Regions from separate parts of the Macaca mulatta genome. Here region 2 is linked to region 1. A link is a contact called in public Hi-C data. All regions are on one chromosome and are shown on one strand. The core of a region is the stretch at or near the end of the contact, and the rest is flanking DNA. Distances in the headings are between cores, read along the strand shown.

Evidence for each region. A called contact is a pair of places that touch in the nucleus more often than the background predicts.
Region 2: a Hi-C map of fetal cortex germinal zone shows a contact between it and region 1, with 7 times the contacts expected there. The contact joins the promoter of DLX1 here to the promoter of GAD1 in region 1. A contact is called at or near these places in 2 of 14 Hi-C or Micro-C datasets (fetal cortex germinal zone and fetal cortical plate).

Annotation. Positions count from the first base shown.
Region 1 is chr12:75,770,590-75,777,072 of T2T-MMU8v2.0, reverse strand. GAD1 (glutamate decarboxylase 1) reads right to left here and starts at 1,266. Exons shown (of 16, transcript XM_077957184.1): 1 at 1,098-1,266.
Region 2 is chr12:77,015,622-77,021,818 of T2T-MMU8v2.0, reverse strand. It overlaps DLX1 (distal-less homeobox 1), which reads right to left and starts at 2,063. Exons shown (of 3, transcript NM_001260619.1): 1 at 1,552-2,063; 2 at 693-892. The coding sequence starts at 1,864. METAP1D (methionyl aminopeptidase type 1D, mitochondrial) reads right to left here. Exons shown (of 9, transcript XM_077957195.1): 9 at 5,124-6,197.

The DNA of each region.
Region 1 (6,483 bases), core at 17-2,516:
AGCCGAGCCGCTACAAGCCCCACTGGGCACTCAGCACCGGCGTGCGGGCCAGCGGGGGGAGGGCGCACGGGGCGGGCATGTCTGGTTCGGTGTCTGGTTCCCGTTGTTGTGTCTGGCTAATTCCCTGGAAAGAAAGACACTAACTGCTCCGGGGACCAGGGACTTTGGTGAGACAAGGTGAGAGGGGGAAAAAGGCCCATATTTTTATGTTCTCCCTCGGACTCGGCCAGAGAAGAACCACAGTCACCTTGCACTCCAGACAGCCAGAAAACAGCGAGTCGGAACCTTGCTTGTCTCCCTCTTATCCCTACCGGCTTTTAGCCATCGCTAAGCCTAGGGCGAGGTTTCGGTCCGGTTTCAGCGTTTCTCCTCTACCTAGCCCCTTGAGGACCCCAGAGACCTCGCGGTGCAGATCCAGAGAGGGTGGGGTAGGTAAGAATGGGGATCGTCACCGGGGAAACGAACTTGTGCGCAGCGCGCAGGAGGCGGGGGACAAAGATCTTGCGCGGCGCCCCTGCTCGACTCTCGGCGCTGGCGCGATGGCTCCCGAAGGCCCTGGGACAGAGAGTGCGGGAGAATCTGGGTAGATCGAGGACCCTGCAGAGAAGCACCCATCGGCTATCGCCTCCACACCCTCCCTCCGACCTCACACCTAGCCCCGCGCGAGCACTCGCACAGCAACACTGGCAGCGGGTCGACCACGGCCGCTGGGAAAGTAACAGGTTACCGCTCCTAGTAGCGCCTTTGGCTGCTGCTGGTCAGGCGCCCTTTGGATGGACAGGCGCTCGCAGCATGGAAGCTCAAGGGAAAATCGCTGTTGCCCCACTTCAAGTAGAGCCTCAGCCTCTGTGCGTCCCCGGGGCTTGAATCCGGCGGGCAGAGATAAGAAGAGTGACGAGGGCGGGGTGGAGGGTGGGGGTCCCTGCGCAGCGCACCCATGGAGAGCAGGGACTAGGGCGGGCAGGAAGCGCTCATTTCGGGAGGGTGGGTGGCCGGCGCCGGGGATGGGGTTGGTTGAGAAGCCGCGGGCGGAGAGGACCTGGCTGAACAGCCACGGATGGGCGCTGGGAAGTCCAGGTGGTCGCTCGCTTACCCACCTCGGCTCGGCCACAGCGAGCTGGGCACTCCCGCCTTTCCTCTGCACAGCGCCCAGCGATCCGCTCGGCTCGTCTCGGCACTGACAGGCGTAATCTGCCCGGCGTCACCTCCAGCTGCTTCCTCGTTCTCGCTAGTTCCGTCTCGCACGCGAGCGCCAGGAGAAGAGAGAGATTCGAAGAGGCGGCTGCACGGCTTCGGGGTAGGCGGGGGCAGAGTGGGGAGGCGGGGACCGGATCGGCGGGGAAATCACGAGGCCGTTGCTCGCGGGGGCAGCTCGTCGGTGGAGCGGCGGGGCTCCTCTGCAGGTGCCTGACCGCCTCTGGAGCTTTATAGGGCGATTATAAATCCAGCTCACGGTTTTGCGCCCGGAAGGAAAAAAAAGGTCTTATGAGTAATCCAGAACGTACTCAACACGCTTTTTTTTTTTCCTTTGGAAATAGTCAGGCTGTCGGGTGAGAGGAGGGAAAAGATAATTCCTACGAAGAATTCTGCCTTTCTGAGCGTTTCTTCTTCCCTCCCCTCCTTTCCCCTCTCCCATTTCCCCTCCCCCTCCCATATCTTGTCGGAGACCAGCAGCGGCTTTGCCTCAGTCCTTTTCCCCGGGGTTCCCCCAAATCTGTGACCCTGCGACGCTTCCTTGAGCGAAAGCGCGCTCTGGATCGTGTCCTCGTTGGCTCTCTACGGAGCCGGGATTGTTGTAACGGCAAAGGAGGCAGAAATGAGGGGAGATCTCTCAGACCACCGAGGAATTAGTTTCCTCATCCAGCCCTGGGCCTCATCAAAGTACCACACCTGGCCACAGCTACCCAGTGCCACCGGCAGAGAAAATGACCCCACGTCCCTTTAGCTATGCGCTCGCTCCTCGTTTTGGCCCCCTTGGTGATGGGAAAAGAAGGCCTCCTGATTAATCACGTCTGAAGGTTGATGACACGCACGAGCGCCGCTGCACGCGCATGGGGAACCCGTGCACAGAGGTGCCCCGGGAGGGGCGGACCAATGCCCCTTGCCCTGGCCCACTTCCCCTTCGATTTCACGCGCTTTAAGGATTCTCCCACTGCAATATTTAGGCACGGTTAAAAGAACCGCTGCGTTGGGAAAAGCCCCTCGCCTTAAAAATGCGTTGATGGAGAAATTCCCACCAGAGGGCGCCAAGAGCCCAGAGACCGACCGGCCCTGCGCTCCCGGGTCTCTCCTCCAGCGCCGGAGAGGAGCCCACACCTGGAGCTGCTGGCCAGGCGGTTACGCGCCGGCCTGCCTCTTCATGCCTTGCCTCACCGCCCTGTCACTAGTTTAAATTCTCCCCTTTCTTCTCCTCCCGTTTCTTTTTCTTTAGGGCAAAAAAGTTGATGTCTGTGCGTGTCTGGGTAACACTGTGTAGGCAGTGATTCCTCTACAGGTATTTACCGTGGTCCTCCCCCTCTCCCCCGGTGGTGCAGCACGCAGGGGTTATTTATGCGCACGTCTGGGGCCTCACTGGTTCAGCCGAGGCCCGTCCGTTTTCTTTGAATGCCTTATCACCTTTCACTACAACACAATGGAAACACAAAAAAATGTTATAAATCACAGAGAGTTCCATGAGGGAGATCGAAGGGTCCGCCCTGGGCAGATATGGCCTGATAAGCAAGAGGGATCTCGAAGGTCCGCCCTGGGCAGTTACGGTCTGATCAGCAAGAGGGATCTCGCTGTTGGGTTTGAAATAATCGCGTTGCCTTTGGTACTAAAGAAACTACTGTTTTGTCGCCTTGTCCTCTCCTGACAATAAAATCCTGGGCACTTTTTAAGGACACAAAAACATCCTAAACGGCGGGGCGCGCGGTGACTGCAGCACTGGGTACTGAGGCTTGGGCCTGGTCAGGCTGGGAGTGCCTGCTCCACGTAGGAAACGTCCCCCGGAAACCACTCAACCGGCGCAACCAGGTGAAGCTCGGAATTCCATCCACCGGCCCTCCTAGAGCCTTCCCTAAACGAGACGGTCGCACCAATCAGGGAGCCAGGTGCCAGTGCTAAATCATTCAAGAGCCACGGGGCAGGAGACAGGAGGGAGGAGGCAACACATCCCCGGCGCCCCTCGGTCTTCATTGTCCAGCAGAGACGCCCGCTCGCCCTGTCTCCTCAACCTTTTCCCAAAACCCGTGATTCCTTGGAAAGGAAGATTCGTTTATTTCACCTGTGGCACGAGATTGAGACATTTACAACCATTTCCTCCTTTGACCCCAGAGTTCAAAACACCCCTAACGTTTTAGCCAATAAAATAATCTCGTTGGAGAAGAAATCTCCTGCAAGGCTAGGTATCGCAAGCTGAAGCTGAGTCCGTCCAGCTTTGAGGACATCCCTCTCTTTCTCCTTTATGGTGAGTAGGGGAGGAAGGAAGCCTCTTGCCCGTCCTTGTTTAGAATGTTTAATTGAATATTAGCAATAACTGATTAAACGAGTATTAATCCCCTACTGTGTGCCAAGCACTTATTTTTTGGAGCTTGCATTGTCCCTGCGGTTTATATTATCCTGCACGCCAAGAGTGGACATTCCAGTGAGGCAGGGAGGGGAGCGGACTTATAGACTTCATGAATTTGATTTAATTTTCAATGATCTCCTCCAACTCGGACTTTTGGGCACAGCAGGAATGGTAAGGAATTGAAGGCCTGGAATTCCACCCCATCCAGATACTGAGTTTTGAGGTAGGGCATAGATCTTTCAGCACGAAGGACAGCGCCCGCCCTTCTGGTCCCCACGCCTCTGTTTCGTTCGCTTCCGCCAATAGCTCTGGGCCAACCCACCAGGCTTGCCCCAGCAGTCTTCACTCCTGGCAGTAACTGCAGTGTTTGTTTTGCCTAGTTGGGGCATGAGGTATTTCGCCCACTGCTCTTCTCTCGGGTAGGAATTTGAACTAAGAGTGGCCGTGGTTGTCATTCGGCTCTAAACAACATTTGAAACCTATATTTTTGTTTATGTCTTTCACTCTTCCTTTAATCTTTTATTACTCCTGGGGGAGGATTCTTGGGTTAATGAGGGTGGAAAAAAGATATCCTCTCCAGGGACTCGAACCGGTGATGAGGGGTGGCCCGGAAGGGAGTGGTATCCGCCCAGCTGTTTCGATTGTAGTTGAAGCGCTTTGAAGAAATGGGAACGCGGCGCTCAAAGGCAGAAGAAGGAGGGGGCGATGTGCGACCCCTCCAGTCTCTTTCGGGCGTTAGGGATTTGGGATCTTGCAGTCCCAGCTACTCTACCCTGTCTTGCCGAGGATAATCTTTCCTTATGTCAACCACGGCTGGGACTTGGGAACACGACCCTCCGCCCACAATGCCCTTTATTCCTTTCCCTGGCGTGGGTGGGTGGGGGATTGTTTAAAGATATTCCAACCGGATTTGGGGCCAAGCCTTTTCTGCAAAGGGAAAAGCGGGTGGGTGGGAGGAGCGTGAGGCGTTGAAGGAGCGCCCAAACGGGCTGCGGGGAGATCTTCATGCCTAAAACGTGGTCAGTCAAGGTGAGTAGACAGGACACGTCAAATTTTTTTTTGACGCACTTAGAATTTTTAGCCTCCAGGAAACGTAATTTAGGGCCACGGTATTGGTTTGTTTCAGCTGGCTCTTTAAAATCTATTTTAAGTGTCTAATTTATGACCAAAAAGAAAAAAACCGCAGTGTTCACCGTTTAAACGTCTGTCTCCCGAGACGAGAACTGGGGGAAGCGTTACTTAACCTTTCGTTCTGCTTAAGTTGGAGCTAAGGTCCATTTGCTGTTTTTGTACTTTAAAGATAGTTCCCTGAATTATTCTGGACTTTTTTGGAGGACCATGGCTAAATCCACACCCCCATCCCAACAGACCACACAACACTCACAGCTGGGAGGTAGGAAAGCGTTAAAAGAGTGCGAGAGGGTGGGGGGAGGGGGTAACAGCAGAATGCTGGAAGGCTGGAGAGGGAGGACTCTAGGAATTACAGTCACTTCTAAAGAAGAGAGCTGGATTATTCGGATAATTGGCAAATGGTCCTTCCCCCTTGATAGTCAGAAGATGAAAATATTCTAATACAAAGAAATGAATCAAGGAGGACAGGGTGACTTGTGTTTGGGCAAATCTCCTTGTGCAAATCTTAAAACGCCCACTTCTTGCTATTCTAAACACGAACACAGAACGACCACCAGGTGGCAATAGATTACAATTTCTGAGAAGAAACAACAGGCCTCCCAAGGGAACAGTTCTTCAAGGAAGAATGCAGGCTCATACTCATCCCTGCCGTATTTCGCAAAGCATGGCCTTTTCAAATGGTCAGAAGTGCTCCGGAAGTGACCTGAAACACCCAGGGTGGTGTGTCCCTTTGGTGAAAGACTAGGGGATGAATGGCATCTGTTTTTTTCCCACCTAGCTGTGTCCCAAAGGTAGTGAACCTTTGAATATTAGGCAAGAAACTGTTTCACTGCAAAACTGGAAACCAAGGAAATATAGTTCTGGATTGTAATTCTGATGGGGAGCTTTAAAGGTATATCTGTGTTTTCTGATCTCAACAGAAACCAAGGCAAAAGCAGTCCTTCCCCAAAAGGGTGGGATGCAAAAAGGAGGATTTCCCACCTGAGATGCTTTAGTGAAATACAGAATTCATGGGAGACTGAGGAGAGTAATATTTTATTCATTTCTTTTAGTGTAAAAGTTCTTGAACTATTTAAAATAACAGATATTTAGTCCCCATTTTCAAATATAGGTATCTGGGACTGTTGCTTGTGAAAAGGTTCTGGAAAGTTCTGACTTAGTTGTGGAGAATCTAATAACTTAAATTTCTATTCCAGGCCAGGTTTCTTCCTCTAATCCTGGCCAGTTACTCAGGGGAGGAAACTAGAACCTTAACAGAAGGGGTGCATGATTGATTGCCATTCTCATCAGGGCCCACCTTCAACATTGGGGGGGGTCACATTTCGGCACGAGATTTAGAGGGGACAAACATCCAAACTGTATCAAATATTGTGACAATAGCTGACGAATGCACTCTAATACCAAGAAGGGCAAAGGGGGACGGGGCGCAGTGGTTCACGCCTGTAATCCCTGAACTATAGGAGGCCGAGGCAGGCAGATCCCTTGAGGCCAGGAGTTTGAGACTAGCCTGGGCAACATGGAGAAACCCAATCTCTATTAAACATACAAAAATTAGCCGGGTATGGTGGTGCACGACCTGTAATCCCAGCTACTTGGGAGGCTGAGGCAAGAGAATCGCGTGAAGTCAGGAGGCAGAGGTTGCAGGGAGACGAGATCATGCCACTGCACTGCAGCCTGAGCAACAGAGCAACTCTTGTCTCAAAAAAAAAGCCAAGGCAGGAGCAAGGTGGAACTCAGGGGAAAGTCTGGCATAGGCTGCCCAGAATTGCTTACTGTGGGCCCAGTCTGGCTAACAGTGGTGG
Region 2 (6,197 bases), core at 814-3,313, 1.2 Mb before region 1:
CTGCCCTTGAGTTGGGACGGACTAAGGAGGCCTCAAGGTTTTGGGGAACTTTTCTTTGGATTCAAAACCTTCCTTGCCCTACGGTCTGTTTGCTTTCTCCAGCTCTGCTCCAAATCCCGGACCGGACGTTGGAAGCCCGCGCCCGCCGCCGTCAGAACGCTCACGGGCTCCCCGGAGTCTTAGAGAAAGCCGGGAAGGTCGGTCCCGTTTCTCCTCTAAGATCTGGGACTTGAGAGGTGAGAGGGCGGAGGAAAGGTTCTCCCCCCACCCCCAACCTGTGAGAAGGAGGAGGAGGAGGGAGGCCGAGGCGCAGACCCAGGCCCCGAGTGATTAGTCACACAATTTAAAGGCAAGGGAGGGATTAAGCCCCGAGTCTATTGTTCCAGTTGTTTAGGCACGTGTGACCTCAGAGTTCCCAAACAAAACGTCTAGGGAATTCCTTCCTGCGCCCTAATCAGATTGTCCGGGGACAGAGGGCCGGGCTGCGGGCAGCTCGGGATACCGAGAGCAGCGACAGAGCTAGGGCGGAGGATGAGGGAGGAAGGAGACACGCTGAGAGCCAGGGGTGAACACAAACACACACACACAGTGACACCCCGACCGTGAGGCACAGCGAGCAAGAAATGAAGACCCGGGCGCAGGCAGGCCGCGGAAAGCCTGCGTGGCGGAACGGAGCGGCAGCGGCGAGGTACCTGAGTCTGTGTGAGTCCCAAAGAGGCCGCGAGCTCCGCCCTCTCCGGCAGAGCTAGGTACTGAGTTTGCTGGAACCTCCGGTTCAAAGCCTGCAACTGCAAGCTGGAATAAATCGTCCTGGGTTTACGGATCTTTTTTCCCTTGCCATTGAAGCGCACTTCACCGCCTTCCACCACCGTGCTCTTCTCCGAGTCCGCCCCTGGAGGGACAGCAGAAGCAGGGCCCGTTGTTAATACGAGGGGCCGCCTTTAGTGCGAACAGCCGAGAGCGAGTGGCTACCGAAGGGTGGCGGAGGCAGGACCAGGGAGAGAACGTTCAAGAAACTCTGAAAGCCAGGGAAGGGTCCCCCAAAATCCGAGGGCCTGTCCCGGGCCACTGCAGGCGGGATAGAGCCGTTCCCAGAAGCGCAGCCCCTGCCTTTGCAGGGAAAGTTTGCTATTTTTGCAGGCGGTAGTTGAGGTTTAATTACCCTTAATTGCATACATTGTTTATAGCACTACGCAATAAATAATTACCGAGACTAATACGTGCACATGTGGGTTTCTGTTTTCCAGCGGGGCATTGTGTGCTCTGCACACCGAGCCGCCCAGAGGCCCAGCCAGTGCCAGGAGACGCTCTGGGATTTATCCTTTGCTGGATAGTTGCAAATTGAGTGAATTTTAAAAAAAATTTATTTGCTGTGACAAGGATCTATAGATTGATATTCGAAACCTCCACTGCTCCCGTGCCCTCCCCACCCCCACCCCACCTCGCTCTCCTCTCTTCTCTTTCTCTCTCCCTCTCCTCTTCTCCCCCGCTCCTTCTTTCCCTCTCTCCCTTGTACCTCCTCCTCTCCCTCTCCCTGGCAAGCGCACGTACCTGGGTCCTCCAGGCGGCTCTGGGCGAGGCTGGCGCTGCCCGGGTAGGACTGCACCGAACTGATGTAGGGGCTGGAAGCGTGGCTGCTGACCGAGTTGACGTAGGGGTAGCCCAGCGGTCGGGAGAAGGACGAGGCTGAGCTGTAGGCGCCGTCGGGCTGCGAATGGCCCGCCGAGTGTAAACAGTGCATGGAGTAGTGCCCGTGGGACATGGGAGAAGGAGACATTTGCTGGTTGGGCGGCCCAAACTCCATAAACACCGCCTTGCCCGACACGGGGCTGTTGAGACTTTCTGGCATGGTGGTCATGGTCATCTCTTCTCGCGGGGTCTGGGTGTGGGACTTTCTCTCCTCTGCTTCCCTTTTGGGGGTCTCTATGTTTCTCAGGACAGGAAGGAACCCAATTTAAGCGGAACAGGGGTTTTCACTTTCCATTCATAAGAAAATGGAGTTTGTCTCTTTGAAAAGTCTAAGCATGATGCTGCTGAGCTCCCCAAACTCGGTTCAAAGCTTTGACTCAGCCAAGGTCATAAATATTCATGAGCTGGCGGAGCTGATTGGTCCGCTGTCTTGCATAATCACTGGGGATTGGTCCGAGGCGCTCGGGCTCCGCTGGACTAGAGCGGGCGAGGCGGCCCGGCCTCGGGAGAGTCGCATCCACACTTCCCGGCCGGGGCTGCTCTGCAACAGAGCGCGCCGGGCAGGAAGCACAATGGGCTCCGGCGTCTGCGCCGGGACCGCTGCGACCCGCGGCTCATCGGCCTCCCGCCTCCCTCGCGTGCCTTCCTCCCCAGGAACCAACCAGCGGCTCGGCGCCGCCGCCCCCCTGCCACTGTCCCCACCCTTCAGCGGTCCCTAACGCCAGACACCCTGGACCGCTTCTCGTCGCTGCCACTCAGTCCGGCGCAGAGCTAGGGCTGCTGGGGAGGAGCCTGACCTCTGCCTCTCCAGCGCGGAGTCGCGCACTGGGGGGCGCCCGAGGCGGCCAACAGACAGAGGTCCTCCCAAGAGCCTTGTGCCTAGCGCGGCGCCCATTCGGCCGCGCCTCCCCGGCCCGGGTACGCTCTGCCACATCCCTGGAGTCGGGGCTTAGGGGCCCTCCCTGCGAACTCACTCGCTCGGCCGCTGCGCCGCCGCCGCCGTCGCTCCCTGGGGCCCGCTCGCATTGCTTCAGGCCCAGCTGGCCACTCCAGCTCGAGGCTGCACGGTCTGATTAAAGCAGTGCGCGTGGAGAGCCAGGAACCCGCGCTTCTCCTCCCAGGAAAGGCGACTGCGCCGCCCCCTCCCCCAACACACACATCCTCTTTCCCTCCCAGCCTTCCTCCTCCTCCCCCTCCCTTCTCCACTCCCTTGCGCGGAGAGCCCCGGGCTCACTCGCCCCGAGAGCGCGGCTCAGCGTGGAGCCCAGGGGGCCTAGGGGCTCAGATCTGCTGAAGCCGCGGACGCCAGGTGATCATTTTCCGGCCTCCTGAGGTCTAGCGAGACTTCCAGAGTTTAGGAGTCCCTGGGGGACACCGAAACCCGCAGCAAACCCAGCCTGTAGTAGGCTCCCCTATCTGTGTGTATACCTCTCGCGTTGCCACCCAGTATCTTTCTCCAGTGGCCAAAGCGCGCGCCACCGGGCCTAGGGGGCAGGGCTAGTGGAGGCAAGAGCTGCCGCTGCTCCCTCTGTCTTCTGAGGTGCTAGGTACGAAAAACTGCACAAAAGCCCCCAACCCATCGCCACTACTACCAATACAGCCACCCCCTCGCGGTGTGGCGCACACCACCCTGGCTGTAAGTGGATGTTGGTTCCCCAACCCGCCAGTCCCACGGTGAATCCCAAATTACTTTGTTAGGTAATTAGAAAGTGTTGATAATTATTTCTTTCATAATTTAGCGGTGTGACGGGAACGGGAAAATGATCTTGTGAAAGTTCACACGTGCAGATGTATTAGTTACTGATTCATTTGATTAAATGGTAGTCTCAAGTGCTCAGATCCGCAGCTGAAGGCGCTCCATTAGCATAACACTGATGTTTAATTTTCATACGCATAATTAGCCATATATTTAACACTAATAGCAACATGCAGCCTTTCAGCGTTAAACAGCTCGGGATTTGATCTGGCCTGAGCTGAACCTTCATCGCTGCACCTTCCCCTGTCTGGAGTGTGCAATGATCACAGGACAAACCTCTGTAATCAAGCGCATTTTGGCAGAGGGAACACCAATAAAAATGAACATTCAAAACAAATTACATCGGTGCTGTCGTTATAGATGTTAGTAGAGGGGGTTTCTCTTTTTTTTTTTAACTTCTGTACCAGCTGCTGCTGCCCGCAGAATTCCTCTCCTTTGGTTTAAGGGCACAGTGCTGGGGGCAGAAATATTTCAGGCAGCGTGGTTGGAGCAAAAAGAAAAACAAAAGAAAAAAAAAAAAAACCCAATAGGCCAAACCAATAACGGGTTTGCCAACGTTTAAAAGATTTTTTTTTTCTTAATCACCGAACCACACGGTGAGGCTTTGTAGCAACAGCCAGCTAATGATTCCGCCACCAGGCAACTCCTGGAGCCGCTCGGCTCGTCCTGATTTCTGTGTCGCACTTGTGCTTTTAATTGCTCCTTACTAGTGCCTGTTTTAGGGTGCGGAGTGCCATGCCGTGTGCCTAGCACAGTCGCTTGGATACTGCCCGGGCCCCGGGTCTCTTGCGCGTGCCCTGAGGGCCTTGCCCACGTAAGTGATCGCCGCGGCGGGCGCGGGGTCGGGGTTGGGACCGGGGAAAGTGGAATTGGTAATTCCGGGAGCTCAGGGCAAGGCGTGAGGAAACCCGACGGCCGGGCTGCCTAGGGACAGTGTATTCCAGAGACTTGCAAGGAGGGGGGAAGGGGAGAGACGGCCTCACTTCGCGACTGTCTCTTGGGTGCTCTGTGTCCACAGCTGGAGAGGGATCAAAGACTTTTGCAGCAGCACAGGGGACCTGGTTGCCTTCTTGGAACAAAAGTCCGGCATGCGCCCCTCGGGATACTGTTTCAGAGCCTTGTTTAATTTAGAAGCGGATTGTGTGTGAGCAAGAGATGGCTACACTCCGGAATTATTTCTTAGCCCAGAAAAGCAGGTTTAGGGAGGAGCACTGAGCAGGGGCCCTCTCATGCCGAGCCGCTGGCAGTAGCTGGTTTCTCAATGTGGGATCTTAGCCGCACTTTGTGAGCTTGGAGTGGATCCCTCCCACTCTCTACTGCTAAGGTGACACCTGTTCTGAATGCCGGTTTGCTTAAATTGTTGCCTGCCCTCACTCTGAGAGAAAACAAAACCCTCCCATTTGTTCTGAGGGTCCCGGATTCCTCATGGAACCTACTGGAGTCACCTCAGAACCAGGAGGTCCTGGTGGTGTTAGCCACAGCCACTCTTGGCTGGAATCCCAGTGGCTCTGGGTGAGGTTTTGGGCCAGTTCAGCTGGAAAAGGGACAAGAAGGCGTGGATGAGGTATTTTTAAATCTACTTCCTAATCTCAACTTCAAAGCATGTTAAAAGGGAGTTCTTTATGGAGCTGCTGAGTGTTGGTACACACATACACACACACATATATACACACACACATTAAAGGTTAGTCCCTTTAATAAATGGAATTATAAACTTGTCCCATAAATACCTCCACCTCAAAATAATTGCTGCACAAGCAGCGTGTTACCTCAGTGGTTGGTAAAGTCCTGTGGTCCTAATAAAAGTATCCTTGGGGAACCTCGGAGTAAACTGCTTTGCAGATAAGATACAATACTAATGGTTGCAATCTGATTGCCTTAGGAGAAAACTGAAGTCATTCTCCAGCAAACATCTCCCAAGGCCAGCTGAACCCGCTTGCACTTTAGGGAATTCAGATCTTTGGGGGGTGGGGGGTGGGCAGTAGCATCAGCCTGTGGGCCTCTGCTTGGCCAACTTCTGACCACATAAAAAGTTTTTCTATGGACCTTGTAAATCGTCAGCCACTCCCTGGTCTTTTCCAGTTCTCAGACTCACTAGAATCAGAAACACCTCTATCCAAAAATCTACAACCCTGGACACAAAGAAGCTGAGCTGGAGGGGTTGAGGGACGACGGGGAGAACCCTGTGTTAGGTAAAAGCTGGAACTCATCACTTTTCCGAGCCGGCTGGTCCTCAGTTTCCCGTATTGTGAGTGTTACAAAGATGAGCTGGCTCTTAGTCCTGGCCGAGGGGACCACCCGTCCTGGCAACTACAGGTGCCATTTCCTTGCCGCTTCCGAAAGCCCAAGCTATTTTTAAGGGATGTCAGCTTTGCAAAACCCGCTTCAGTAGAAACCAGAGTTAGCACAACCATTAACTGCTTGAAAACCCTCATTGGACTTGTTCCTAAAATCATAACCGGAGGCAGACGGCTTCCTTCGTGGACTGCCAGAGGCCCGGCCCCTCCCTACCCTTGAGCTCAGGTGCGGAACTGGTACTGGAGAGCAAGCGCAAGGGAAAGGAGGGTGCTCCGGGGAGGAATGGCCCTTGGCACACACAGCGTGGGTCCTTGGATTCCTGCTCCTGAAGCGGGATGGAGCTGCCGGCCGAACTGGAGTTCAACTCGCAAGCTTCAGTCCCAGCCAAGTAGGCCCTTGCTCTCAAATGCGCCGGTATCTCCTCTCTCTGGAACCCTCTCAGTTTCCAGAACAG